Linked DNA regions of Mus musculus: region 1 is linked to region 2. A link is a contact called in public Hi-C data. All regions are on one chromosome and are shown on one strand. The core of a region is the stretch at or near the end of the contact, and the rest is flanking DNA. Distances in the headings are between cores, read along the strand shown. Region 1 has its middle 9.5 kb from the start of Gm3596. Region 2 overlaps Rad51b (RAD51 paralog B).

Region 1 (7,063 bases), core at 2,387-4,886, 400 kb after region 2:
CAGTGCTGAGATGAGATGGCCTGATCAGATGCTGCAAAACATCTACTTTCACAGGGAGCAACTGGAACTGGCTAACTTCCTCATCGCCGCAAGGCTCGGAGGTCCTTTCTCTTTTCCCAGGCATCTGGGGAAAAGGATGAATTCTCTAGGCAAGTGACCTCCCTGGTGTGAGAAATTTTTGTGTTCACTGCTGTGTCTGCCCCCTGCTTTTCCAACAACAGAGGACAAGTGTCTACAAAGCTGTCACGCAGTGACAGGAGCAGAGAGGAGGACCTGGGCTGGTCTGGGCACACTGACACTCTTTGGAGTCTCTTCTTTGCAGGTTTGCACTCTGGTGGGCACATCTTCAGAGTCTTGGGAGACGGCTCAGGTCTCCTTGCTATGGCTGAGGCTGGGGCGAGGCCAACATTGCAGCTTCTCTCCACTCCAGGGAGACAAATGCAGCCTGCCAGAATTTCCTCCCACACAGACCTCTGTAGGAGATAAAGGCAGAGAGGGAACTGCCACGGGACAGCCACATGATAAATTCCCTTGGGCCTCCTCCTGTGTTCATTGTTCTGCCCTGGTTGTTTTGAGTACAGTCAAAAGGAAGAGCCCTGTGCTATCAGACTGAGGAAGGAGGATGCTCTCCTATTGCCCTTGGCCACCCTCATTTTAAATGTGAGGAAACCAAAGGGCAATGTGCAGCCTAACCCCACCTGCCCCAGAGGAGCAGTCAGCCAGCCTTCCAGGGAAGCCGCAACCCCTCTCCAGACCAACAGCAGCACACTGGTGGCTCAGCCCTTGTCCTTTGACTCAACCCTGGGGACTGACAGATGAAACTGTTTGGGGTAGGAGCTAGAAATAGATTTTGGAGGGGCCCCATTACTTGTTGTTCATGCCCCAGGGCTGAGAACTGAACCTGTAAGGCCACAACTGTTAGGAAGGGACATCCTGCCTAACACTGGCTGGCTGCCTGCTTCTCAACTCAGAGCAGCTCAAGTTCCTGGGAACTGTAGTCAACTTTAGGGATCTGGGCTGTGTCCCAGGTTCAAGTTCAAGCATGGAGAACAGGATGCCGCCTCAGCCACCATGGCTGGATTTCTTCGAGGAAGTAGAGCAGAAAGCCTTGGCTTTCCTTAAGCTGTGTGCTCCCGAGGACACAAGTGCCAAATGGAGTGTTCTTCTTGAATTGCAGACTCAAGCAGATGTCCACCCTGTTCAAGGCTCGGGCTCTGACTGGACAGGTGTCTGGCTGCCATGGCCCGGGTCACCTTTGTCTGAGCTAGAAGGCCATGTCTGAGCCATCAAAGGGGTCTCAATGGGAGAAGACAGACATCAATGTGCTTCCTCAACCAGAAAGGTGATTTCAATTTGGCTGGAGCAGCCCAACCAAACAAGCAGGATCCTGTCGACTGAAAGATAGGGCTGCTGGAAGATCACACAGCAACAAAAAATGGGAACCATTATCAGACTTGTCCCAGCCCGGAGGGGCAGGGCCTTTGAAGCCACAGACAGGCTGAACAGAACTTTCTACCTGGGAGATGTTGGAGATGGGAGGTCAGGCTGCACCAGCCCACACCCCCATCACTCCCCCCCCCCCCAAAAAAAAACCCTGATCAAAGCCTGCTGCAGAAAGGAGGGGCATACAGCTGCAACCAGCTCCCCCCTCACGGGGCCGCCCAGGGCCTTCTGAAAGCAAGTGGACTGCTTTTGCAGGGGCCTGTGGGAAAACCCAACACAGATACAGTGTACAGCAGAGCCCCGGAGCACTGCTGCGAGAAGGAAAATAAACCCCTCAGTGGTCCTGAAAAGAAAGGCAGGAATCAAAGCACAGAAAGTGCAGCGACCACCCACCTGATGCGCGCCTACCTTTCGGAAACAAATAACTCCTGGCTTCCAGGGCCTGTTTCAAAGAACAAACAGACTGAACACTTGGCCTCAAAGCTTTGTGCACTGGGGGATTTGTGGGATGCCGAGGCCCCTCCTAAGCATCCAAGGCTTGAATTGAAGCAGTGCCTATTCAAGGGCTTCCTTGCATGTGCTCTGTGCTCCTCCCTGGGAACCTGAAAGGCAAGAACTCTCAGGAAGGGAAGGGGTCCTATGTAGATACTGCTAACTCAGTTCCTCAGACTAGATGGTTGCCTATCTATCTGCTGGGAAACGTTCTAGCTGTATTGTCTAGGCTGGTTTGGGGTAATGAGACCATCTGTGAGCAGGCCATATATTGGTTAGTTGTAAGGATCTTGTCCCCTCAGGCTCTGTGAGAGCCTCTGTACCCCCTGCTTAGGCTTGCCCCTCCTCCTCCTGCCTGAAGCCTCCCTTCTTCTTCGTGGAGCCTGCAGTTTGATCTTTTTCTGAAGTGGGCACAACAAAGCAAAGCCACTTTCAACGGACTTTCTCCTGCTCAAAAGAATACAAGAGCTCTTTGCTTTCTCACTCTTGGGACTGGGCTTGAAGGGAGGGTAGAATGGGGATATGACTTGGGGGCCCTGGAATTGCTACATGGAGGAGGAGAAGGCACTGGGAGTGATGGGCTGAGTATTTGGGAGAAACTGAGATGAGAACAGCCTAGACTCAACCAAGTGGTGGTATTGCTATCAAAATGGGTTCGAGGCTAGACAGAGGGCTTCCAGGAGGAGGAGCAAAAGGGTCTTTTCACCCCTATTCCTCTGCGCCAGATGGTAAAGAGAGAGCAGCCAGAAACCACCGCTACTCGCTAAATTTGGCTCTTTATGTCACTTGACCTGGTGAGGTGAGTGAGGTCATCTTCCTTTTACAACAGGTGACAGAACATTTGAGGTGACAAGATTCTCCAGCAACACACGTGGCACTATAGACTGAGCTCAAGCAGCGTGACAAAATCAAGTGTCACCAATGGGAGTGACTTATCACACCCAGGCCTCTTCTTCCACAGGGTGGGGGAGGTGGGTTGTTCTTTGCATGTGGTGGGGGTAGACCTTTCAGGACTATCAAGGTTCTAGAAAGAAATTCTCTAAGACAGCAAATGAAATTGTGCCCTAAGGTAGAAATAGGTCTATTTTGAAATGAATACCCAGTAAAATTTATGCAGACCCCCCAAAAGGAAGACAGAGGAGGTGGAGCAATATAAAAGCCAGGGTAGGTAGATAGTAAAATGCCACACAGCCTTGCCTTTTATCCAGGAAGTGGAAAGCCTTCATAGGCTCTAATTACATCTTCATCCCGGCCCTTCTGAAGTCTCTGGGCCACGTTAACAATACCCCTGATTTTAGGCATGGACACATTCCAGTACCAAAAGCTTTGGCAATTCTCCTCAAGGCAGGCAGAATCCAGAGCTGGACCTGGAAGCACAGCCTTGTTCTGCACATCCATTTGGATGCTATCTCCAGCATAGGAGACCAAAGTCTTTGGTTGAGACATTTCAGGACATGGGGTGTCAGAAGACACCCACATGAATGTGGGCAGAAGTGAGCAATTATCTTCGCATGTTGACTGCACACAGTATATGTGCCCACGTGTGTATTCTTTAACTTGGGCATGTTCCTCTGTGTGCTTTCTCACACCAGTGCTGAGGCCCAGGTTGGGTCCCTCATTTTACATAAAGCTACACTGGACAACAAGATCCTCTGCTGATGGAAGCCAGAGGAACCTGGCCGCTGTCCATCATATGACCCTGGGATGTGGAGGCTAAGGCTGCTACAGAGATGGAAAAGGGAACTGAAACACTATTTTGCTAGTTTCTGGTTTGATTTCAATTATGTCATTTCCTGCTGGGAGCTAGGGAGGGAGGAGGGAGGGAGGAGGGAGGGAGGGAGGGAGGGAGGGAGGGAGGGAGGGAGGGAGGGAAGAGGGAGGGAGAGTAAGAGAGGAGAAGAGGAAGGAGACAGACAGACACACACACACATACACACAGAATATATTTTAATGGTTCTGATAGTGGTGGTGCTCCCTAATGGGCATTCAGTTTTGTTTCTCAGCCCTCTCTAGATTTCTATAGTTATTCCCCATTGGTGAGCTGCAGATTTCCTATGGAAGGCCAGGGGGTGGGGCCACATACTTAAGATACAACCCTGTGCTGCATCTAACATGAGCAGAACCTGAGCCAAGAGAATGCAAAATGCCATCTGCCATGAAAGTCTCTAGCAGCCCTTGTCACTGAAGTCCAGTACCCAAGAAAGTATCTTCTCTGTAGTCATGGTTTTCAAACCAGGGCCAAGGGACCCCAGAGATTCTTAATATATAAGGGAAGGATCAGCATGGAACGCCCCTACACACACACACACATACACACACACTCACACTCACATACTCACAAGAAAGAGAGACAGACAGACACACAGATATATGGAGAGACATGGACACACAGAGATAGAGACAGGTAACAGACACATACAGACATACAAATATGCACACACACACACACACACACTTCCTGACTCTGCTCTTACCAATCTTGCACACTACATTTTTTTTTTTTTTGCAAGAGTTTCTTTGACCTCTGCTGGGGTGGGAAGTAGGGAGAAATTTATAAGCAAAGGCTATGTATGGGCAGAGTCCACAGACTTCCAGCCAGCCCTTGCCACAGCTCAGCAGTGTGTACGGAAGAATCTGTCAGCAGCCTGCCCCTGCACTGTGAGCAAGCCGCACTGTGTATAGTACAACACAGCTGTTAGCTCTTGTCCAAATCCATACAGCAAGAACTTGGACACATTCGGTTGATCAGGACCTGGGACTTAAATCTTATGTGACTGGAAACCGCCTGCACAGTATCTGCGGTATTGGGGGCGGGGCTGGGAGTTCTCTGTGTATCCGTTTTTCTCTGGTGGGTCCAATTTCCCAGGGTGGCAGTTGTCATTCAGAGCCCATTGTTAACTCTTTCCATTTCTACCCAAATCCATCCTTGTTTGTTTGGCTGGTGCCTGCCCACACCCACACTTTTAGAAGATAGTTTTCTCCAAGAAGTCTGGACCTATACCAACTAGAACACAAAGAAGCCATAAAGCATCTGAATCCAGAGCTCCTTGAGCTGAACCTCTGTCCTTCCAGCCTGATCTCCAACAGGCACAATAAAGAAATCCTCCAAACAGCCAGAGAGCTCGTGCACCTAGGGAGATGGGGTAGGGCACCCCATAGCTGCCCGTAACCCTGAGCCCATTCACACCTCAAACAACCATCTTCTTCAAAATCCTTCAAAAAACCTTAGACTCAAGGGACGTGCTACAAACCACGGTGACAAACCTTTCCTGTCTTCTTCTGCAGGCAGACCCTGGTAGAGGCCAGCGCAAAACAATGGCAAACAATCTGAGACCAGAGCCAGTTGGAATATAGACCTTGTGAGCATGTGCGCGCGCACACACATGGGAACATAAACATCTCTGACTCCTGTGGGAGTTCCTTTGCACTAGGGGGGTGGGGTATGCTCAATGGCTGGTGGGGGAAGGGATTTCCACGTGTCTGACGAGAAGGGGAAAGTGTGTGCACACTCGCCTGTGCACGTGCACACGCATAATAGCAGGCATATGGAAACTAAGGGAAGGAAGTTCTGGGGAGAAGGATGTGTTTCCTGGTTAAGGCAGTTGTCTCTGTCTGTGATGGAAGGTGGGAACCAGGGAACTTTTCTCCATGTGTGTGTGTGTGTGTGTGTGTGTGTGTGTATGTTTGTATATAACATGCATGGCAGTGCCCTTACTCAAGTGGGCAGGGAAAATGCTGGGGAAAAAAATGGTTTGAGATCCTGTGAATATTTTCAGGTAGAGAAGCCTGGCAGCTCCCCATACCACAGGCTTGTGCTCACAAAGCGTATTTCCGGTGCTAATTACCAGCCCTGTGTTTATACAGGACACAAAATGCAGCTGATAGCACAAACTCCAGGCTTCGGCGAGAGGACAGGGCTACTCAGCAGGGCAGGAAAGTATGAAGGGAGGTCCCTGTCTTGTTTCTTTTGAAGGACACATGAAATCAATTTTCAACATGAATCTCCAATTCCCACCCATCTGTGCCCTGGTGGGGAAGCTTGTTTTCTGGTGGTGCCTGTGCTGGAGCTCGGCTCCGAGACCCTTCCCCAGCTCACTCCCCCCCCTTCTTTTTAACAACCGTGTCTTCTTCATTGCTCGAGAGCCAACCTAGCGCCCAGTCTGCCCTTCATGAGAGCTTGCGCCATTCCTGGATGTGTTTATGTGCTTTCCAATGGTCTGGCTCCTTCTGTTCAGAGTTGAAGTTTGTCTGCCCGAGCCCAGGAAGCATCTGTGGGCTTTTTCTCGGTTTCATCCTAGTTTTGCTTTGTTTGGTAGCACAGAAGGGAAGAAGAGTTTGGCTTACATGCCTAGTTCTGTGTGTGTGTGTTTGGGGGGAAGGGGGGGAAGGGAGGTTCAAGATCCTCAGCCTGGTAGCCCACAGTGAGTAAGTAGGGGAGTTTGGCCAAATGTAACAGGGACATAGGACAGGGGCTGACCACCTCAATGGGGTGAGACACTGCACTCATTCTGTGAACAAACTCATTGGCGTGTGACCTCTTCGGATCTGTCTTGCTGTTGTGCTCATTCAAGCCGTGCCCAGTTCATAGTGCACACATGGTGACCCCTATTTAACCATGGTGCACTGCCTTCTGTGCAGGGACCACGACAGCATTACCAGTTGTGCACAATGCCCTCACTGTTTTAGCATAGCTCTGGGCCTTGTTAAATCAGGTGTCCCAAATGCCTACTTAGGTCTCCAGTTCCGCCTCTTTTCCTCTCTATCTGGACTAGAGGAAGCCATGGCAATCGTCTCCTGGACACTCGGTTCAGTAAAACATGCTCTGGAACCATGTCCAGACAAAATAACCTTGAAGACCTCACCGTGACCCTTGGCCCTGTCAGAAGGGCAGGTACTAGGGAAGGCCCCGATGCTCACAAGGAGGCAGAAGGTGGAGCTGGTGCTGTACATTCTCCTCATGCTAAAGGCATTTAACCTTACACAGGGTTTACCCTGTGTAAGGCTGTGTCTAAGCACAGAGTCCCAAAATGGAGGGATTCAGATATGCTAATGGGGTCATTTCCCTGGTTCTGCCCTGATCTGCTAGGAAGCATCAGTTTATGGTAATGAGGGCTTCCTCAGTCCTTCT
Region 2 (6,888 bases), core at 3,754-6,253:
CAAGAGACTTTTTGATTTTAAGAAGTCAAAATTGGCATCTAAATCTGGTATGTGTGATGTGGTTCATGGCCAATGGGTGTCTAAGCCAGGTTGTTCTGGTCTCTGAAAGCTAATGATTTAACTTATAGAATTTGTGTGAGCTGCTTATCATTAGATATTAAAATATAAAAATCTACCGCTAAATACATTATTCCAAATATCTATATGATATTCTAAATAGTGCTCTATAATCAATATTTTGTAACTATCTTCCTACATCTTATTTAGACTTGTTCATTTGAAGTCATTTTTGTCTATTGTGGGTATCAATTACTGGAAATACTACATAATGGTATTTATAACTCTGCTTTTCTACACAGCTTCATGTTCAAGGACATGTTTTCATTTTAATAAACCTTGGCAGAAGTAATTATATTGTGGAAATCAGTGTGCTGAAATCAGGATCTATTATTTTGTTCTTTAGTCTTCAGAGTAATGGTGGAAATGTTAATGTATATTAAACAAACAAATGTCATATTTATATTCTAATTATCTTATGAATATCACAAAAATGAGAATATAGTTTCTCCATGATTAAAAGCTACTTTCTAGCCATGAACAACGTGGGCCATCCTAAAAGCGATGGAATGAATGGAGTTTTGGCACACATTTGTTCTCATTTTCTTTTAAGTCATCAGCAAGAACAAGTCTTCAGCTACACATAAAAGAGATACATTAAGGGTGTGTTTCGGGCAGCTTAGATTATTACCGTTATTATTTTGTATGCTTGGGTATTGAATACAAGACCGTGTACAGAAGGCAGGTGGTATCCTACCTCTGAGCAAACCCTGCCCTCTTGAAAGGTTTGATAGTACACAGGTCATCCTCAGCTGCCCTTGCTCTGTTTCCCTCCTGTTCTCTGGCACCCAGTGCCTGCTTTCATTTTGCTATGCATCCTTCTGCCTTTTGCTTTCTCCGCTTCTCTCATAATTGCATGTTTTACATAATCAGCAGGCTTGGAAGGCCCTGTAAATGCTGTCTTCTGGAAATGGTCAGAGGTTGAGGAATTCGATGGTTAGAACCACTAATGGGGATCTTCTGGAAGCAGTCATTGTGTTGGGCATTAGAAGGCTGAGGGTCTGTGATGGATGCTGCTGGTTACCGTTTCTACAGGATTCTGGTGCTTCATCAGGATTCTATCTGTGTATTGTCTTTGTGTTCTCCTCATTGTTTTCTTTTGAATCCTGTATACCCAGGGTTTGTAGGCACTGTACTAGGTTTGTACCATCAGAGTCCCTCTTTTTTGCTATGTATTTGTTTGTTCTAGCTCAGGAATGATTAGGTATTTGAGAATAGAAATCAGGCCTATTCCTGAGACCAGGGCTTGGTTTCTTGGACATTGGTGGCCAGAATTGTAATATTTATAGTAGATAGTAGTCATATATGTTGTATTTCATGCTTTAAAGTTTGAATGGAATTAAAGGGGAGTTAACTCTTTTGAATTAAAGAAAGCACTGAAAGAAAAACTGTATTCATCGTCAGAACAGTGGAGTAAAAACCCCTTATTATTCATTACATTTTGTAAAGCAAGAAACAAAGAAGTCTAGTTGTTTCTTACCACAGTCATTTTCGAGAGGTTTGTTTATTAGCCAACTCCGACACACCCCTCTCCTAAGCCCAGACTTCTTTTTAATGGTCTTCAATTTCGCAATCATTTAGAAGTGAGTTTTTTCTCTTTCCACCACATTTTTTAGTACACACCCTCTTCCCTCTTCTCCGCTTTACTTTTGTTTCCTTGAGAAAGGAGAGCCCCCTTGAGAGCATAGAATAAACATTTCTTTGTGAAGTGTGACTTATTTATGCTTCAGGGCTTGTCAATGTATACACAATAGAGAAGGTGATGGAGGCTTCCAGGCATGCCAAGCCAGCGTTTTGTGCATGTTGGGGCCAAAGCGTTCTTTAAGAAGGCTGAAAACATTTTTAACAAGTCAGAACATTTTTACAATTTCCATATTTATCAAACATGTCAGGGAATGGAATTGTAAGGCCTTCCAGGGATTAACTGACTCTAGGGCTTGAATGGTTTTGTTAAGATGGAGGAAGCCACCTTCTCAGCACCAGTGATTTGCTCCAATAACCACAAGAGTGAGACTGTGGGTGAGCCCTGCAGGAGGAGAGGTAATCCTGAGGCGAAAATGCTCTTTGAATGGGGGCAAAAAAATCTTCCAACAGTGTGGCTCTTCCAACAGTGTGACTGACTCTTCCAACAGTGTGACTGACTCTTCCAACAGTGTGACTGACTCTTCCAACAGTGTGGCTCTTCCAACAGTGTGGCTCTTCTGAGGGAGCCCAGCAGATGGAAGTCGCTGCCCCAGAGCTTCTGCTTTATCAGTTCTCTGGTTGGTGGTTCTTGGTCTTTGACAGACACACGAGTGAAAAGGAACCAAGAGACATAGCCGTTCCCAAACAGGTAGCCATTGCTTTTTTGTACTTGGCAAAACATGCCAAAACTCACATTGTTTTCAGATGTCTGGGGTTCGACAGACTCTCGCTTGCATTTACAAACACTCTCCTTTGAATTTCAGCTCAGGAATATATTGGGTGGCATTAAGTTGGTGATGCATTTGCATGATACCAGAAGGCTGCCTTCGGAAGGTGATTACATCACACACGTGTCCGGAGCTGTCCTTGCTCTGTTTCCCTCCGGTTCTCTGACACTCAGCGTCTGCTTTCATTTCGCTGTGCATTCTCCTGCTTTTTGTTTTCTCTGCTTCTCTCATAATTGTACGTTTTTCATAATCAGCAGGCTTGGAAGGCCCTTACATATAGTTGTTGATGCCCCCTCATTCTAATATGGAGAGATTCGGGCCTCACGTTCTTTCTGTAAGATTTGGGAGTTATCTAGTTATGGAGTGATCCCCAAACCCATCATGGGAGCAGCACAAAGGCAGGCCAGACCCTTTGGTCTCTGAGCTGCATGATTAATATGCAACCCTGGGCCAATAGTTAGTTTTAAAGTTCGTGTTCAAATGGGTTTTCAACAGCTAAATCTAGAGCAAGCTTCTTCTAGAGAAATAAATAAGAAGAGAGAGAGAGTGTGTGTGTGTGTGTAAACATAAGGGTTTGTGACATGAGAAGCTCGGAGATGACGGAGCCCCAACAATGCTCCGAGGTTAAGTGTCACAGGTGACTCCCATTACAGTTGGTAGGAAAGGGAGAAGCACGTGCGACTTCATGAATGAGGATTAAACCATAAGCTTTTAAAGGATAGGGGAAAAAAGCTGTGGTGAAATATGGCGCCTAACTTGTTACTGCCTCTCAGATTGCAAGGGAGCATGCGAAGGGCTGGTTATTTTGTTGTTGTTGTTGTTGTTGTTGTTTTTCCCCACCTGCAGATTCCTTCATTTGTAATCCGGGGGGAAGCAATGCCAGCAGCCTCCAGCAAACAGTTCAGCTTGTGCCTCCAGCAGGGGAAGAATTTTGAGCAAATTGATGGGATTATTTTGAAACTAACCAGCCAGAAGTATTGGGCAATCGTAGCCCTGAATTGTTCAGTTCCAGAGAGGGTGGTACAGTCTGTTCACGTCACTCCATGAACCTATCTGGGTCCCCATGAGAATTTTCTTCTTTATGTCAGTCAATGTGTTCTTCAGACTGCTTGAAATGCCCCAAAGACAGAGTCTGATTCAAGTCCTTCATCTTATCTCTGATTTAGCTGGTCAGAACAGAGGTGATTGACAGTCATGCTGGCTTAGGTCTGTTTTTACATTCACATGTATTTGATTTTGGCATACAAAAAAAAAAAAAATCCATGGTTTTCTTTTTAAACTTTTGTCCTGGTTAGATTAAAACAGATAAGTCAGTAAATAATGATAACCTACCTCTCTTCTTTCTTTCCCTAACCTATGTCTGTCTTTCTTCCTTTCTTTCTTCCTTTCTTTCTTCCTTCCTTTCTTTCTTTCTTTCTTTCTTTCTTTCTTTCTTTCTTTCTTTCTTTCTTTCTCTTTTTCTTATCAGTTATTATAACTTAATTAGGGCATATTGATCACTAGTGGGGACACTGTTGCAATTTATGTGTTCAGTTGTCATCTATTGCAGTGGGTGCGGCTTGGTGAAGTTGAAAGGCGAGGGTGGATCAATGAGTCAAATTTTAAAACGCTGAATGGGTTGTTAGGCTGTGAAGCAGCCCTAAAGCTTGGGCTCCCGCTCGCTGTTGGGAAGCTCAGCGACATTTTAAGCACAGCTTTTGTCCTGAGCTTCACCTCTGCCACAGCGCCTTTTCCATAGGCGGGCTTGATTAATTCATTTCTGCTTTTGCTTCAGTTAATTCTCCAGTGTTCTGTATCTTTAATATACAATCCAGTATTGAATACTACTTTATGCCAAAGACCATTACCTTTGTAGGAAGCTAAAACTAAAGAAGACTGGGGAAGTCAGGAACGTTACATGTAGTTTTTCATATTGACTTGTGCATTCTGAAGCGGTCTGCTCACCTGCCTTTTAAATTACAGTCAAGAAGTAGAGCCTTCTCATGAGTAAATATTTGAAAATACATCAGTAATGTATTTATTGCTCCTCTACAGTAAATACTAATGACATGGGGACAGGCCTTGTGTTACATGGACTTGGAGAAACAAGAGGAAGACAGACAAACTGTCAGGGTGACAATATATTTTATTCATAACACTTAGAAAAATGATGAGTTTCAGAAATATATAAATGGGTTCTTTCTTTCTTGAAGTCCGGAAGCGGGCTTTCCTGTTTTCTTTCCTTGGTGATGCCCCAGGGGGTGCCTCAACTAGCCCTAAAGGTGCCCTGTGGGAATTTCAGCTCACACATCTCAGCATGAGGAAAGATTCTGGGGAAACGCTGGTTTATCATGTTGCTCTTTAGAGCATTGCTCCAAAAAACGTTTAAAACCATCTGTACACTTTCTGTGGTTTTCAGTATAAAAATGGTACTATTGATACTTGTCAGTGAATCAGACCTGGATACATTCTGTGGTTTTCAGTTTTAAAATGAGCCTAAGTATTGCAACTTCCCAGTGAGCAGGGTGACATGACACCAAGGCACTGCTTAAGCACAGCATTTATACTAAGTGCATTGCAACTTTTTGACGAAAAGGATTCAAGGATTAATAGTGTTATCGTATCTCTTTCATTTCCTTTTTCCTATTTCTTTTTGTCTCTGTTTCTCTGTGTCTCTTTCTGTCCATCTGTCTGTCTCTTTGTCTCTCTCTGCCTCTGTCTCTGTCTCTGTCTCTCTCTCTCTGTATGTGTGTGTGTAAGTAAATTTTTCTACTTACCCACAGTATTAAAAGACATTTCACATCTCATACTCAGCACAGGAGATTATTAAAACATCTAGCTACATAAATGAAGGCTGTATTTAGAAGTAAACCTAAAGTCTACTTGTGTCTGTGTGTGCAGTATACATGATCATTCTCTAAGACACTAAAGAGTAGCAATTGGGCAACTTTTGCAGAAGTAGAAGGACCAAGTATTAGAGAAGGAAAATAAGATTCCCCGGAAGAGCTATAGTCTCGTCCTTGAGGGAGCCACGGCTTCAAAGAGAGAAAGTTCTGTCAGTCTATACTTGCCAGGGCAGGAAATGCCCCCACTGGCTCCTCTTATGTGTAAAGTCTTGAAAAAAAATCAGTTATGCAAATAGTGATTATTAAAGAAAGTCATTTGCATGGTGGGAAACTTGAAAAGAATAAGGAAAAACAAAGAACAACTACCTGTTCCCAAGGTGAGTGCTGACTCCCATGGCACTTCATTCCCTCTGTTCTCTCTATTTTTGCTACTTGAATATGCACATGTAAATATGTAACTACAATTTACGAGGTCAATAAGTGCTCTTTTCTTTCTAATTTGTGTTATTGATCAAATTTTCAGACTTAGGGGCTCTGTGCATATATAGAAAAATAGGAATTTTTACTATGTTTAAAAGGTGATTATGATAAACACATACTCAGGAAAGGGGCTCCTGGGACCTAGGAAAGCATGAAGAAGTTTAGGCTCACAACAGCAGAGTGTGGGGTGGTGGCACGGACAGAGGTGAGCCTGTGTTGCCCACATCCTGGAACCCAAAGTGGTGGCTTTTTTGTCCTCTACACTGTGCTGTGAGGCTGTCAGGATACAGCTCTGGTTAGAGTTTAGCTGTTAGTTGCCCTAGCACTGCTCTACAGAGCACCAGAAGGACTGTGGTCTGACTTGGTGCGGCTTCCCTAGGAACAGGCTGATGGTTGATTTGGAGCCCACTGGAAGCCAACATTTCAAACCAACAAACACCTCACTCAAACCCTGATATGGCACTAGGGTGGCTATGCTCATGTGAAGATGGCACAGCTGCTACTGCTCATCCACGGGGACATAGGACACATACTCAACTCCCATTGGCCTGATCCACATAGGTCTTGGAGTCTATTGATACCACCTCTGACTCCACTGGTTAAACCTCTACCCGAATGTGTTTACTTACAGTAAAAACCAGGGTCTGTGCCGGACTGGCTGTTTCACTGATGGGCTTTCACCAAGGTACCTAGATGGGCAAGGCCTCTCTGCATCCTTGGCGACTCTCTCAGGCAGGGACCTGGAAGAGCCATTCTTCTCTTGGTGTATTTATTTCTAATGTTTAAAATAAAATGTTGTTTCATTTGTTCATTCATTCATCATTCATTCATTCTGTGTGTGTGTGTGTGTGTGTGTGTGTGTGTGCGCGCGCGCGCTCGCGTGCATGCGTGTGTTTGTATGTGTAGCTTGTGTATGTAGGTTAAAGGACTACTTGCAGAGTTGGTACTTTATTCTGCTATATGGTTTCGGGTGATTGAGGTCATCTGGCCACAAGGACCTTTCCCCATTGAACTATCTTGAAGGCCCTCTTTCTAATATTTATCCATGTAAATAC

Evidence for each region. A called contact is a pair of places that touch in the nucleus more often than the background predicts.
Region 1: a contact with region 2 is called in a Hi-C map of B cells, with 1.7 times the contacts expected there. The contact joins two enhancer-like sites. A contact is called at or near these places in 1 of 15 datasets of contacts at CTCF or cohesin (pro-B cells) and 1 of 484 Hi-C or Micro-C datasets (B cells).

The regions. Positions count from the first base shown.
Region 1 is chr12:79,837,860-79,844,922 of GRCm38.p6, forward strand. It overlaps a transcript of Rad51b not described here. Among named protein-coding and RNA genes, the nearest start is that of Gm3596, 9.5 kb to the left of the region's middle. Within about 2 kb of position 3,637, at least 72 of the 459 cell types and tissues checked have an H3K27ac peak or open chromatin away from gene starts, as enhancers often do. A contact at or near this core is called in B cells and pro-B cells, where this site is marked.
Region 2 is chr12:79,432,153-79,439,040 of GRCm38.p6, forward strand. The region is part of intron 7 of Rad51b (RAD51 paralog B); the gene reads left to right. Among named protein-coding and RNA genes, the nearest start is that of Rad51b, 140 kb to the left of the region's middle. Within about 2 kb of position 5,004, at least 55 of the 459 cell types and tissues checked have an H3K27ac peak or open chromatin away from gene starts, as enhancers often do. A contact at or near this core is called in B cells and pro-B cells, where this site is marked.